Linked DNA regions of Mus musculus: region 1 is linked to region 2. Evidence: chromatin contacts called from public Hi-C data. All regions are on one chromosome and are shown on one strand. The core of a region is the stretch at or near the end of the contact, and the rest is flanking DNA. Distances in the headings are between cores, read along the strand shown.

Evidence for each region. Hi-C and Micro-C count contacts between places; a contact is called where the count stands out from the background.
Region 1: a contact with region 2 is called in a Hi-C map of Sertoli cells, with 2.3 times the contacts expected there. The contact joins the enhancer-like site here to the promoter of Frzb in region 2. A contact is called at or near these places in 6 of 39 promoter capture datasets (cranial neural crest, embryonic stem cells, hippocampal neurons and 2 more), 14 of 484 Hi-C or Micro-C datasets (8-cell embryo, DN2 thymocytes, Sertoli cells and 8 more), 7 of 115 datasets of contacts at active chromatin or transcription factors (acute myeloid leukemia, a beta-TC-6 cell line, embryonic stem cells and 3 more) and 4 of 9 other capture datasets (adipose tissue, embryonic stem cells, liver and 1 more).

Annotation. Positions count from the first base shown.
Region 1 is chr2:80,502,980-80,510,342 of GRCm38.p6, reverse strand. Nckap1 (NCK-associated protein 1) reads left to right here. Exons shown (of 31, transcript NM_016965.3): 27 at 1,538-1,631; 28 at 3,406-3,522; 29 at 4,061-4,170. Among named protein-coding and RNA genes, the nearest start is that of Gm24461, 52 kb to the left of the region's middle. Within about 2 kb of position 4,037, at least 14 of the 459 cell types and tissues checked have an H3K27ac peak or open chromatin away from gene starts, as enhancers often do. A contact at or near this core is called in Sertoli cells and extraembryonic endoderm stem cells, where this site is marked.
Region 2 is chr2:80,444,399-80,450,936 of GRCm38.p6, reverse strand. It overlaps Frzb (frizzled-related protein), which reads left to right and starts at 3,541. Exons shown (of 6, transcript NM_011356.4): 1 at 3,541-4,574. The coding sequence starts at 4,097.

The DNA of each region.
Region 1 (7,363 bases), core at 2,788-5,287, 59 kb before region 2:
TTTATTGGATGAATGTACTAGTTTGTTTATTCAGTTATCAATTACAGATGTGGGTTGTCTTTACTTTCTAGATGTTGTAAATAATGCTACCTTTTTATCCATGTTGATGTTTTTGGTCTCTTATATAACAAATGGATTCTGTAGAAACTGTTTAGCTTTGAGGAACCACCAAACAGATGGGCTGTGGCGAGACTGGTTTATATTGCTAACAAGGAGGGTGCCAGGGTTTTCTCTATCCAGTCCTTGTCTTCATGTTGAGAGCCATTTTAGTAGGTGTGCAGAGGTATCACGCTGGTTTGGTTTGCATCTCCTTCATTCTCGAGGCTGCCACACGTCTGTGATGTGTCTGTATGGCTTCTTTAGAGAGAGGTTTGTCTGGATCCTTTGCCCATTTTTAGACCGTGTGTCGCCTGTGTTTGCAGAGTTGGATCTCTCCTTTCACTCTTGCCTGGCCTGGGGGTTGAACTCCATCGCCGGGTTTATGCCAGGGGAAAATCCTTTTCCCATTGAGCTGTCACTGGCCTGCATCATTTTATTTTTGAACTATCAAGCAGTAATACATCTTCAGTAGAATCATGGTTCTGAGTTCTCTTTTCAGTTTCTTGCTAGTATCCAAGAATCACAGAACTCTTTCATTTCAGCGTACTTTGACTTATCTGTTTTTTCTTTTGTTTACAGTTTTGCTGTCAAACAAACAAATATTGTCTTGACAAAGGTCATCAGAATTTATGCCTGTATTTTCTTCTAAATTTTTGAAATTTTAGCTTTTACATTTATATCTTTGATGCACTTTGAAATTCAGTTGGTGTATTGTGAGCAGTGTGCGTCTCTGCAACTTAGTTCATGGTTGTTTCTATTTGAGCTTTATTATCTGTTAATATCAATGATAGCCAACTATGTATACAGGTTTTAATTAGAATACCACTCAGCATATCTTGAATGATTAAAATCTATGCATGATAGAAAATTATTAGATTGCTTTATCAGATTCTTAGGTTTTTAATTTTTTTCCTGTAATTAATTTGCTATGTTTATGGCTCTGATTAAGCATTGAATCCCTGAAGTTTTTCACTAAGTAACTGTGGATGTAAGCATAGGTTCAGTCATAATAACTGGCTTTCGGTGTTGACTCTAGCCAGGCTGAGCTGGTGCTCCTTCTGTAGCCAGGCTGGCCTTGAACTCTCAAGTGCAGATATATAGGTGTGAGCCACCACAACTGGCTTTCTTTCTCTCTTTTGACTTGATATTTTACTTCCATCTTTGCAAGACAAAAAGTATCTTTAGGATGATTCTGTGGAGCTTGCCACAGAGAGGCTGCAAGCCTTGTTTGCACAGTGGGAAGTTACAAAGAGCAGGGTTGGAGCGTTGTCTGGTGTGGGTTACCTGCACTGTCAGCCCTGCTTCAGCCAAGGTGCTGAAATCTTCTAGTAGGTTCGTGGGCAGACTGATGGACACCATAGACATTTTCTTACTAAAGTAAACTTTCTCAGACGTTTGTTAAAATATTTATCTCTTTGTAATTGCTGTATTTTGTCAGGTTGCAATGAATGTGTATGAGCTGTCCTCGGCTGCTGGGTTACCATGTGAGATTGATCCTGCCTTAGTCGTAGCTCTTTCCTCACAAAAATCAGGTAAAATGCATTCAAATATGGAGCTTTCTTATTAAAATTATAGGGCAGTCTAGGTATACACGTAGTATTTGTTTTTTAAAATGTCTTATGTTAAGCTTTATTCACCCATTTATTCATTTATAATTGGAATACATCAGGATTCAAAAGACAAAATGCTTTGCTTTGGAGTTTTTGCTATAGCTTAGTCATTACATCCTGTCCAAGCCATACTACCAGATGAAGCTGTTAAAGTCATTTGGTGTAGATAGATAGGGCGGTGCAAAGAAACAGTGCCCTTTCAGCTGTAGTGAGTTCAGGGAGAAGAGGAAGAAATGCATAATACAGACTAAGATGGAAGGACCAATGTAATCAGAGAAAAAACAAGCACTTGGGAAAAAGCTCCTAAGACAGTGAAAGCGAATCGCGAACTGTGCACTGTTAGAGAGCTGTGGTGCTGAGATCGGTGTCTCTGAAGTCAGTGAGTGTGAGAGAAGGGACTGGACACACTTGATATGGAACAGCTCTGCTGGGATGAAGACATAGTGCTTGTGTTGGGAAGCATGGGTAGGCCCTACACACTACACTGTAGCTATATATACCCCAGCTTGTGGAAAGGACTTTGTGAGTTGGAGATAGAAGAAGAGAACATTTGTATGCTGGTGGAAGGCAGCCCTTATGGTAGCCAGAGAGCTGGGACTAGAAAATGGTGTCCTGTTTTAATTAGAATAGATGTTCACCATAAAAAGTTGCTACATTATATAATACTGACCATTTAGAAATTTTAAAACCAGTTCTTTGAAACATAGTATCAACTATGTTCCAAATCTTGGTTTCTCTACAGTGTGAATAAGGTGGGGTGGTTTTTTTTGTTATTGTTGATGATGTTTTTTGTTTGATTGGTTTGGTTTTGGTATTGAAATGCCTTCTCCACCCTTTTGATTTTAATTTCTTTTTAAATTTTTCACTTACTTAATGTATATGAATAATTTGCCTGCACTTATGTGCACTGTGTGCATGCCTGGTACCCAAGGAGTGAAGACGAGGGCATCAGCCTCAGAGCGGGAATTACAGACCATTGGGAGCCATCATGTGGGTGCTGAGAACTGAACTCGGGTCCTCTGCAAGAGCAGCAAGTGCTCTTAGCCACTAAGCCCCTTTTCTACTCTTTTAAGCCAACTTGCAGTCATTGAGTTTATTAGTTTTCTTTTTAATTACACTGTTTTTCCTAATTCAAATAATATATAAATTATTGCTTATAGGTATTTTTATGATCAACCAAAGTTTTAAAAATATACTGTGTTTTTGTTTTCTTGTGATCAATCCATAGTTTCATATAATTGCCAACTGCTGGGTAACTAGAAGTTCTCAGATGTCAGATAAGAAGCCAAGTGCTAGACAGAGCTATTTAAATACGCTAGGTATTTTATTAAAGGTTATTGTTCTTATAGCTACTGAGTATGTTAGATACTTTCATTCATAACTGCTTCCTTCTGTCTTCTAGAATGGAGAAATAAGTAACGCAGTCCCCTTTTCAATACTGGTAACCTTTAAGCAGTGTATTTATATATTCTTAGCTAGCCTAGGGAAAGAAAGGAATTGTTTTTCTTTTAGTGAATTTTCAGATAATAAGATAAGAAATTTATAAATAGTAATATGTATGGTATTCTCATAATTATTCATCAGTTTTCAATTAGGAAATTTAAGTAGTTTATTACCTTTATTTTTTAGGTTAGATTATTAACTTTCAAATAATCTGGAGGAAAGCTTGATTTTCACTCCTTGATTTCTTCTGCAGAGAACATTAGTCCAGAGGAAGAATACAAGATCGCTTGTCTCCTGATGGTCTTTGTAGCAGTTTCCTTGCCTACACTGGCCAGCAATGTAATGTCACAGTACAGCCCTGCAATAGAAGGTACTTGGTTTACAATTGTAACAATGAAAGAACATTGGCTTTAGTGTTACATGTATTTTTCTCTCTGGGTAATGTTCTTTTCTGATAAAATAGTGCTCAAATTCTGCCAAACAGTAGCTTTGGAGTGGGCATCCTAATTTTCTGAACTGTGAAATGTTGTGTAGTTCAGCTGAGAGGTGCAGCAGAGGGTAGTGTGTGTGTTCAGACAGTGGGGTATTTTAGGGCCTGAGAAGGCGTGCCTTAAAATAACTTAGCCCTTATCATTTACAGTTCCAAGGGGTAGGACGAAGCATCATGTCTTTCTAGAGTGTTTGCCTACTAATGAAGTACTGACGTGGTCATTAGTTGCATCCTTGCTGGGATATTTAAAAACATGCATGCTCATAAAATAAAAAGAGTAAGTCACTGTGGACCCTAATTCTTAGTCAGTCATGCTGCCATTCGCGTGGTCTGAGGAGTCACTAAAGCATGCTGTCTGTGTGTTACAATAATATTTTGTGGTCATGCAGACTACACAGCCCTGTTTGTTCTCTCCCAGGACACTGCAACAATATACATTGTTTGGCCAAAGCCATCAACCAGATTGCTGCAGCTTTGTTTACAATTCACAAAGGAAGTATTGAAGACCGACTTAAGGAATTCCTGGCGGTATGTCTAATCAAATAGCTTGACATTTTACAAAGAAAACAAAAAGTTATGCCTATGTTATACAACAGTAAATTCCCATCATTTTTACATCTTATTTAGTGTTCTCCAAAGACATTTTTGTTCTCAGTTTATTAAGTATTAAATCTTGTTTCTTTTTTAATGTTTTGGTTTTAGAAAGATAGATTGCATCAAGGTTATCATTGTTTTCCCTCTAGCTTGGGGTCTTTCCTTCCAGAGCTCTGCTATGTGGCCTGTTTGCTGAAAATAATGTTTGAGAGGTGCAGCAGAGGGTAGTGTGTGTGTTCAGACAGTGGGGTATTTTAGGGTCTGAGAAGGCGTGCCTTAAAATAACTTAGCCCTTATCATTTACAGTTCCAAGGGGTAGGACGATTGTAGAGATTGTCTTCACATTCAAAAGATGTTTTTTTCTTCAAAGAAAGTGGAAGCCTAGAGAGCTAATGTGTTCTTTAAAAGATGCAATTTCGAAAAAACAAAACAAAACAAAAGGCCAGGCAGTGATGGCACACGCCTTTAATCCCAGCTTTTGGGAGGCAGAGAGGCAGGCAAATTTCTTAGTTCAAGGCCAGCCTGGTCTACAGAATGAGTTCCAGGACAACCAGGTCTACACAGAGAAACCCTATCTCGAAAAACCAAAATAAATAAATAAAATAAAATAAAATAAAATAAAATAAAATAAAATAAAATAAAAAAGGATTATTTGCCTCTCAGTTCCCAGACCTACAATGTACAGCTCATAACCACTTGTAACTCCTGTCCCAGGAACTGGCCAGCATGGGTACTACACACACACACACACACACATACACACACCACACACATTTATTCAGGTACTCACACGAAAAATAAAAATAAATATCTAAAACAGTAGCAGAAGGTATGTTTCCTTATTCCTACTTATTTGAAGAAATACTATTAATAGGTACAAAGTCAGCAATAAAAGTATGACTCACAGGGCTATGGCAGTTACGGATACTTACTGCTCTTCCAAAGGTTCAGCTCCTAGCACCCACATTAGACATCTCACTACCTCACTACAGTTCACTACAGTTCTTGGGATTTGATGCCCACTTGTACACAGTCATGAAGGCATATACATATGCACATAAACAAACAAACAAACCATAAAATTACATGTGGCTTGCTACCAAAAGAGAGTAATGTTAAATCTGTCACCAGACATGGTTTAGTGCAGTATTTTTCTTTACCAATGCTTCTTTTTCATAATTGCTTAAAGAACAGATAATTTAAGCAAAATGAACCCTAGAATATTTAGTTTTTTTCTTTGTTGAAAATCTTGTTGGTTTTTATATATATACACACACACACACACACATATATATGTACACATATATAAATACATATATGCAAATACAACAGTTATTTAAGAAGGAACTCAAGTTTGAAAACATTATTATAATTCTGTTGTTTTCCTTTTATTTACTTTACTTGGGGAGTTAATGTCCTTAAAATTACTATGAATACAAACCCAGATTGAAATTGCCTTATTTAGGATCTAAAAAGTACACAGTGTGTTCACCTCTCATGTATAGATTATGCTTTCTGAGTTCCCCACGCCAAGAGGGTACTTGAAGCCAGGAATAGTACTGAACTGTATGCATCCATGCACACACAGGAAAGTATTAGAGTACAATACATTATTAATGGAAATAATAGAAAGGTTTCACCAGTTTGCATGCCATAATAACAGTTAGGAGAGTGAAGTCCCTCGAAATGCTTTGTTGTCTTATGTCCACCCTTCTTGTGACCCTGAGATGACACTGGTGTGTGTGAGGTAAATGGAGGTGACGATGTAGACATTGGTGGACGTTGGAGGTGGGCTTTAGACAGTGCTTCAAGGGGAGGATCCTCTGCTTTGGGTGATAATGATCATTACCGGGAGAATATCTTGACTTGCTGCCAAGAGAGAGTAGTGTTAAGTGTGCCCATCAGACATGGCTGCGAGGAGTTCTTGGACATTAGTAGCAAATAACGGCGATGGCTGGGAATTCTCAACAGCCTTTAAAAGAGACCTTGGAAGGATATTGTAATTAGTTCTTACTGAATATGAAAGCAGTGGTGCAGAGGTTATAATCTTTCAGGGACCATGTGGCTGACCTCAGTGCTGTTTTCCACACAGAGACCTTACTCCTTTAATCTCCACCTTTAGAACCTATGCAGCGTAGAACACTTTGGCATACTTCAGTAACATGTGCTTGGTGCTTCTGCTCTCACTTCCTCTACTTTGTATTGTCTTCTACAGCCCTTGTGAGCTTTGTGTACTGCAGCATGGTCTTCACCAAGTAGTTCAGCAGGTCCTGTCCCACCAACTTGTCTTGTTGTTTTTAAGCGGTTTTCCTAATTTTCCTGTCTATCCCCAGAAAGCCTTCAAAACAACTCATCCATCACTGTATCCATGAGTTCCTCATATCAGTCCTGGTTTTACTAATCCATTGCCGCTTTAATGAATGTTATTGTGCCCACAATAGCAGATAGTTTTCAGTACTGCATTATATCCTGGGGTTTCCTTTGATTGCTAGTTGATTATAGTTAAATACCAGGGAGGTGGATATGGCCTTAATAAACTAAATAATACTCTGGTCAGATTAAAACATTCAGTATCACATTTTCCCCTCCCTCCCTCCCTCCCTCCCTCCCTCCCTCCCTCCCTCCCTCCCTCCCTCCCTTCTTTCATCATCATTTTTGGGATTTTTGAGACAGGGCCTCTATTGTAGTCCTAGCTGTCCTGGAACTCATGTAGACCAGACTGGCCTCGAACTCAGGCGTGCTAAGATTACAGACGTGGTCCAGCATTACATTTTTTTTTCCAGCATTACATTTTTATTGTCTCTTTTTGCAGAAGTTCAGAGTGGTCAGATGTTGTCTGTTAGTTACAAGGCTTTTAATTCAAACCGTCTTCCAACAATATGGCTGTCATTCACATTATAGTTTTTATTTCTGAGGACCTTGTGTCCATCACTCTATACAGTGGCATACACTTTGGCTATAACCTTCAGTTTGACATGTGGTGGCAGCATTAGAATAAATTACCTTCTGCAGATAGATTAGCTTTTCCTAGAGATTTCAGGATCTTGATAGAAACTTGTCTGCTGGGCTAGAGATGGACTGAGGCTGCCACAAGGGGACCACATGGGGGCGGGGAAACCCAGTTGCT
Region 2 (6,538 bases), core at 2,292-4,791:
ACTTTTAACTGCTGAGCTGTGTCTCCAGCCCCCTAAAAATTTTTTTCTTTTAAGTAGATAAAAACACTAATTTTTAAAATTGTTTAGCGTTACTTAAATTATTGACAAAACATTACATTACAACTTGGAAGAGGAGTGGGAAGTTATTGAGTCCTATGAGGTACGGGAGGCACGGATGCGTCTCAGAGGTCCAGGTGACCTCACGGTTGAAAACTCCCAAGGAGTGTGCCTAGCACAGTCCTTAGAGATTCCAGAATCAGATCTCCACAAAAGTTTTGTTTTGTCTTAAAGTGATGTACTGGTACATCGATAATTTGCATGCGACACACTGACAATTTTTTTTTAAACACCAAATATATTGCATGCAACTTTGACTTGTGTCCTTAGTTCTGCAGTATGAATTCCTATGTCCATCAAATATCAAAGCAACAACAACAAACCCACACTCAGTTCTCCAGGCCCCCCACCTGCCCCTTTTAAATGGCTTGAAAATAGATATAATTAAGTGGTGGGCTAATGAGATGGCTTAGTGGGTAATGCTGCTTGCTGCAAAGCTGGGTGACCGGATTGGTAGCCAGGTTCCATATGTGACTGCTGACTTCTGTTAGTTGTCCTCTGGCCTCCACATACATGCTATGGCATGGTTGAGCACGCACACTAAATTAAAAGTATAAAAATGTTTCAGAAGATGTGAGGGAATGTCTATAGTAAGCAACTGTCTTGTTTGTAGTTCTGATAACAGTTTTAATTTTAAACGTGTGTGTGTTTGTGTGTGTGTGCATGTGCATGTATATGTGTGTGTGCGTGTGCGTGTATATGTGTGTGTGCGTGTGCGTGTGTTGGGCCCTCAGAGTCCAGAAGAATAATCAGATCCCTTGGAGCTGGAGTTAAAAGTTGTTGATGTAGGTGCTAGGAACCAAACTCTGGTCCTCTGGAAGAACAGCAAGTGTTCTTAACTGCTGAGCCATTTCTCTGGTCCTCCATGTTTATAGAAAGATTACTGTCAGTTAAAGTACATTTAAATAACACTATATAAAATAAAAATGTAAGCAAAACAGATTATGAATGCTCTGATTTCTCTAAAATACCAACCTGGTTTCAGTTTTCTTGAAATGTTCCGAATTTTGGGTTTGTTGAAGGTACTTATTTTAGGGATACAGCTCACCTGTTAGTAGAAAATGCACATTTTTTTGAACTTGTGTTTTCTTTGTTATCACAAATTTTTGAGAATTAAGTCTCCTCTCAAGTGGTTTATCTCCTTAAGATATTTGGACTTCCATTTCCACCAGCCAGTTTTCCCACTGCTTCTTCAAAAGGAGCAGATAGACTGTCTTCTTCTGAAAGTTGTATAAGCCATTTAGGAAAGCAGAAAGAACAAAAAATATAAAAGATAATTAACATACTGGCAGATGCCGAAGAATATTGTGCACACATGACAGATGTTTATGAGAAACAATAGAGAGAAGGCACAGGAGCAGACAGACAGGTGCACACATCCTCTTCTGGGAGGAATGCGAATCCATCTCTGGTTTTAGTAAAAACTAATTTGGATTAAAGGAAAGTTGCAAGTCCCAGTTGTGATGGTGCCCACATTAGATCCTAGCACTAGGGAGGCAGAAGCAGGCAGATCTCTGTGAGTTTCAGGCTACCTGGGTCTATATACTGAGTTCCAGGACAGCCAGGGCTATATAGTGAGATGCTATTTCAAAAACAAAAAGAAAAACAAAACTAAGCAAAACAACAGAGAGGGGGAAGTTGGGAGGTTGGTGGAAGGGGAGAGCTTGTGAGAGGATTTGGTGGTAAGTGGGTATCTATCTCTGAAGCAAAGTTCATTCATACCTGTGGCAATGCGACCATCAAACACTCTACTCCTTTCTTCCTAAAAAATGTGAGATGAACACAAAATATGTTTAACAACCTCTTGAGTTCATCGTTCACCTTCGAATTTTTTACAGATCCCTATTTCTTTTACCTAATAAAGCTTCTAAATATTCTTTTAGTGACTGTTTATAAATCTCCCTTTCAGTATTTGTGTTTGTGTGTTTGTGTGCATGTGTGTGTGTGTGCTTTGCCATTTTTCATTGAATTAATTTATATAATGTTTGGCTTTCTTTTCTTATATGACACCAAATAATTGTACATCAGCCAGAGTTTATTTATTAATTAAATGGCTCCCTAGCCACCATCTGTTGTTGATTTCCTATGAAGTAGACACACTTCCTTCCGAAAACATTGAAGTCACAAACCGCTGGTAATGATCATTTTAGAGATAAAAATTCCATAAACTCAAGTCAGCCACTGACATTCCCTAAGTGCCATTGAGCCAGCGCAGGGGATTAAAGCCGTATCCTACTGTGTGCTCTGGGAAGTAGAGACAGACTTTATCTGCCTAGTATTGACAGCAGGGGGGTGGGCGGTGCGGAAGGCTGGGTAAATCAGGGCTGCTCTAGTGACGTCCGGCTTTGTTGTAGGTTTTGCCTCTGTGCTCCCGCTGTCTTCTGACACTGCAATCCCTCTGCTCAATGGTTTTCCTCTGAAGGGGCTCAGTGGTTGGGCCTCGGCAGGACTTCCCACGTACAATGCTCTTAAAGCCAGGGGGCAGCCGGGGTGGAAACAGGAGACTTCTGGGAGGCGTAGCCTGGGAGGGATCTGTTTTCTATTTTCTCCTCTGTATTGAACTCATCTGGATGGGAACCGTTCTCCTGTTTACTATTATCATTACCTGTGTGGGGTATTTTGCTTGCACGTTTATTTCCCCTGTTAGAAGAAACCGCCCGTGGGAAGAGTTAGATAATAAATGCAATTTTCAGTAAGAACACTCTGGGGGTGGGGGGCGGAATCCAAGTGCTTTAAAGTGGGCTCCACGCTTCGGTTTTAAAAAAGAAAAACTCAAAAGTTCGAATTCTACAGGGCAAAGAAAAACCCGGAAGGAAGCAGGGAGGGAGGGAGGAAGGGAAGGAAAGAAAAAAAAAGAAGGAGGGAAGGGAGGAATCACACCATTTCCACGTTTCTGTGGGTCTATTTGTTCTCTTGCGATTTCTTTCCCTTTGTGAGGGTCAATTTCTCCACGGTTATTCCAATCACAGACCCCCCGAAGTCATTAGTCCTGCCATTGCTCTTAGGAGGCTGCTATCTCTGCGACATGACATTTAAAGTGACTTTGCTCGCGCCTTCCTGTCTGACTTTCTGCAGGCGGAGGTGCGCTCGGGTTTGCTGTGAGGAAAGAGCTGCGGGCAACGAGGGACGGTGTGGGCTCGCGGGGCGGGATACAGGGGTGCGCATCTCTGTGGTGCGTTGAGACCGTTTCTCCCGTGGGGACCAAGGGTTCGTCTATGGATCCAGAGCCGGGGGTGGAGTGGGGAAAGGTGTGCGGCTCCTGTCGGGAGCTGCCTGGGGCTACAGCATCACAGATAGACAGGGTCTCACACTCCAGTCCCCTGAAAACTCAAAGCCTTCTCGGAAGGAGGAGCCGGAGGGCAGGGGACCGCGGGGCGGAGCTCTTGTCGGCCGAGGTGGGAAGGCGCAGCTGCGAGCCAAGGCGCTGACCTCCTCTGAGCTCCTCTGGCCGCTCGCAGGATCTTCCCGACCCTGCAGGACTTGGCAAACTCCCACCTCCGCTCCCATTAGTCCTCCCACCCCCACCAAATCTCCTCCCTCGGAGGTCCCCTATCCATCTCACTTTGCAGAATTTATCGCTTCTTCCAACACCTTTTTGCAACACCCCAGAACTCCGAGTCCCTTAACTGAATTTGACTTTTGTTTTTATTTCTCTCTGGCTTCCTCTTCTGCCCCCTCATCTGATTGATGTGCTAAGGCTGATGTCTCTGCCAGAGCGAGAGGAATAAATAGATGCTGCCTCGCCTAGAGGCTTAGACGCTTGGGAAGAGCAGCCGGCGCAGCGAGGCACCGGGCTCCGCCAAGCTAGTGGACCGGACCTGGGAGCACTTGGATCCAAGAGAACTGTGATTGTCCCAGGGGTGGGGGCAGCTCCCCAGGTCGTTGGGATCACCCCTCGGAACCGCAGGGGGAGACTTCGGAACGAAAGTGTCTCCCGCGTCCGTCGCTCGGCTGCGCCCTGCCCCATCCTGCTGGGACCATGGTCTGCTGCGGCCCGGGACGGATGCTGCTAGGATGGGCCGGGTTGCTAGTCCTGGCTGCTCTCTGCCTGCTCCAGGTGCCCGGAGCTCAGGCTGCAGCCTGTGAGCCTGTCCGCATCCCGCTGTGCAAGTCCCTTCCCTGGAACATGACCAAGATGCCCAACCACCTGCACCACAGCACCCAGGCTAACGCCATCCTGGCCATGGAACAGTTCGAAGGGCTGCTGGGCACCCACTGCAGCCCGGATCTTCTCTTCTTCCTCTGTGCAATGTACGCACCCATTTGCACCATCGACTTCCAGCACGAGCCCATCAAGCCCTGCAAGTCTGTGTGTGAGCGCGCCCGACAGGGCTGCGAGCCCATTCTCATCAAGTACCGCCACTCGTGGCCGGAAAGCTTGGCCTGCGACGAGCTGCCGGTGTACGACCGCGGCGTGTGCATCTCTCCTGAGGCCATCGTCACCGCGGACGGAGCGGGTGAGTCCTGAACTTTGCCCGACCTCTGAGAAGTTAGTTATTTGTCTTTATCGGCTAGCTTGCTTTCTGCGCTGAGCCCTTACCTTTCCCCTTAAGCACACTCCTCTACTGAATCCTATTCTTTTACTTAAAAGCAAAACAAAACAAAACAAAATTCACTTTTATCATTCTCCCAGACAAACGCAGTCTCTTCCAACAAGTGATCTGAGCGATCCATCCGTTCCCTACACTTCACACCCAACCTCCAAAGCGCCCCTTCCCTTCCCACTCTTTGCGTGTGGGGCTTAGCTGCTTTACTCTTAACGACATTGGAGTTTCTTCTGTTTCTTGGTGCATTCTTTTGCAATCTCGATCGTTAGTGTTTTCACGGCTTACAATTGTATGGAGACATCAGAAAAACAAAAAACCCTATTTTCTTCTAATCATGAAAAGTGCTAATTTAGTCTAAATAAACTGCTAATACAGAAATCTCTTAGTGACATGTGCCTGCTCAGAGCTCAATTTCGTCGGTTGCCATCGCCTTTCAACAGATTTCCCCTTCTCTTGACAAAATAGATGGTGATTCCAATCCAGAATGAAACAGCTATGGGACATTATTGCTATGCCCTGCTAATTAACTTCGGTTGCTCACTTCAGTCAGATAGCTGGGGAACCGAAAATAGCAGGCCCTTTTCACATGCCCACGTGCCTTCAAGTAATTTTGTATATAGCATATGGGTGAGTGGAGTTATATTTGGGCCATGTCATCTTCATAGCCTTATATAACTTTGCTTTCAATCTTGCCGGTTATTCCACCCATACTGTGTGTGTATACATGACCCACACGTTCACCCCCTTTTCCACTACCGAACTGTATTTTAGCTCTACGTTTAATGGGTTTAATCACAGCTGTTTTCTCACCGATGTTTGGTCTAATTGTGACATTCATAACTTCAAGACCACCCTTACCCCCTGACCCCCAACTCAATCCAGTTCAAAGTGGAATATTTTCAGTAAACTCATCATTTCCCTACTAGGTAACCCAAGACTTGGATTTTATCCTTCATGTTCTTTAAAGAGAACGCTTGAACAAACAAACCATCCATCATCTTTCAGTCTCTCCCAGGATCAACTGCTGTTAAGTGTGCTTCACTTGGTTGGTCCATCTCTGTTCATTTCGTTCTGTTTCTCAGTTGGCTCAAACTAGGCTCATGTCCTCAGTCCATAGTTAATTAATCAACAGGGCCGATTCAGAAAAATTATGCTCATTAACTAAGAGAGGGTAAAAGGAAAGGCAGGAATAGTTGAAAACCAAGACTGAACAGAAAGATCTCACATCTTTCTCATGGTCAATTTCCTTAGCAAATCACCACGAATATAGGTACTGTCTTCTTAATATCAATGATGAATCAAAAGCTAGTTTTATAAGACAATCTGAAATAAATACATTCTTTTCACTATTGGGTCAAAGGGAACTCTGAGATCTTGTACTAACTAACATCCCAGGCCCTGCAGACATTGCTGTTACAGCTCAATGCAGTTGCTAGCCTGGCTTGACAGACGCTGTTAAAGTCAGCCAAATGCTAGCACGCCTCTCTGGCCAAGCACTAGGAGTAATTCATTTCACACTGAAACGCATACTTCCCTTAGAAGACAAACTGCTCCTAAGCCTAAGCGTAAGCCTAGAGGAGGACCGGGAAAGAGTGAGGTTTGACAAGGCTCAGGGCTCTCAAAGGCCACAGTCACTGTGGATGGGAAGCAGTTTCATTAAGAGTCCCTGAGTTACCTATCCCCATGGGCCGAACATGGCACAACTGTCTCACCGAAGCACTGAAAGAGACATGCATGCCGACAGACAGTTAGGCACTCCCTGATTGCTGAGTGGCTCAGGAGTCCCAGAGGATTTGTTTTACTGAAGCAAAGCACCTGCCGGCAGGAGATAGTCAGTATGCTGACACTCCTCGGTTTTGGTTTCTTTCGTAGGA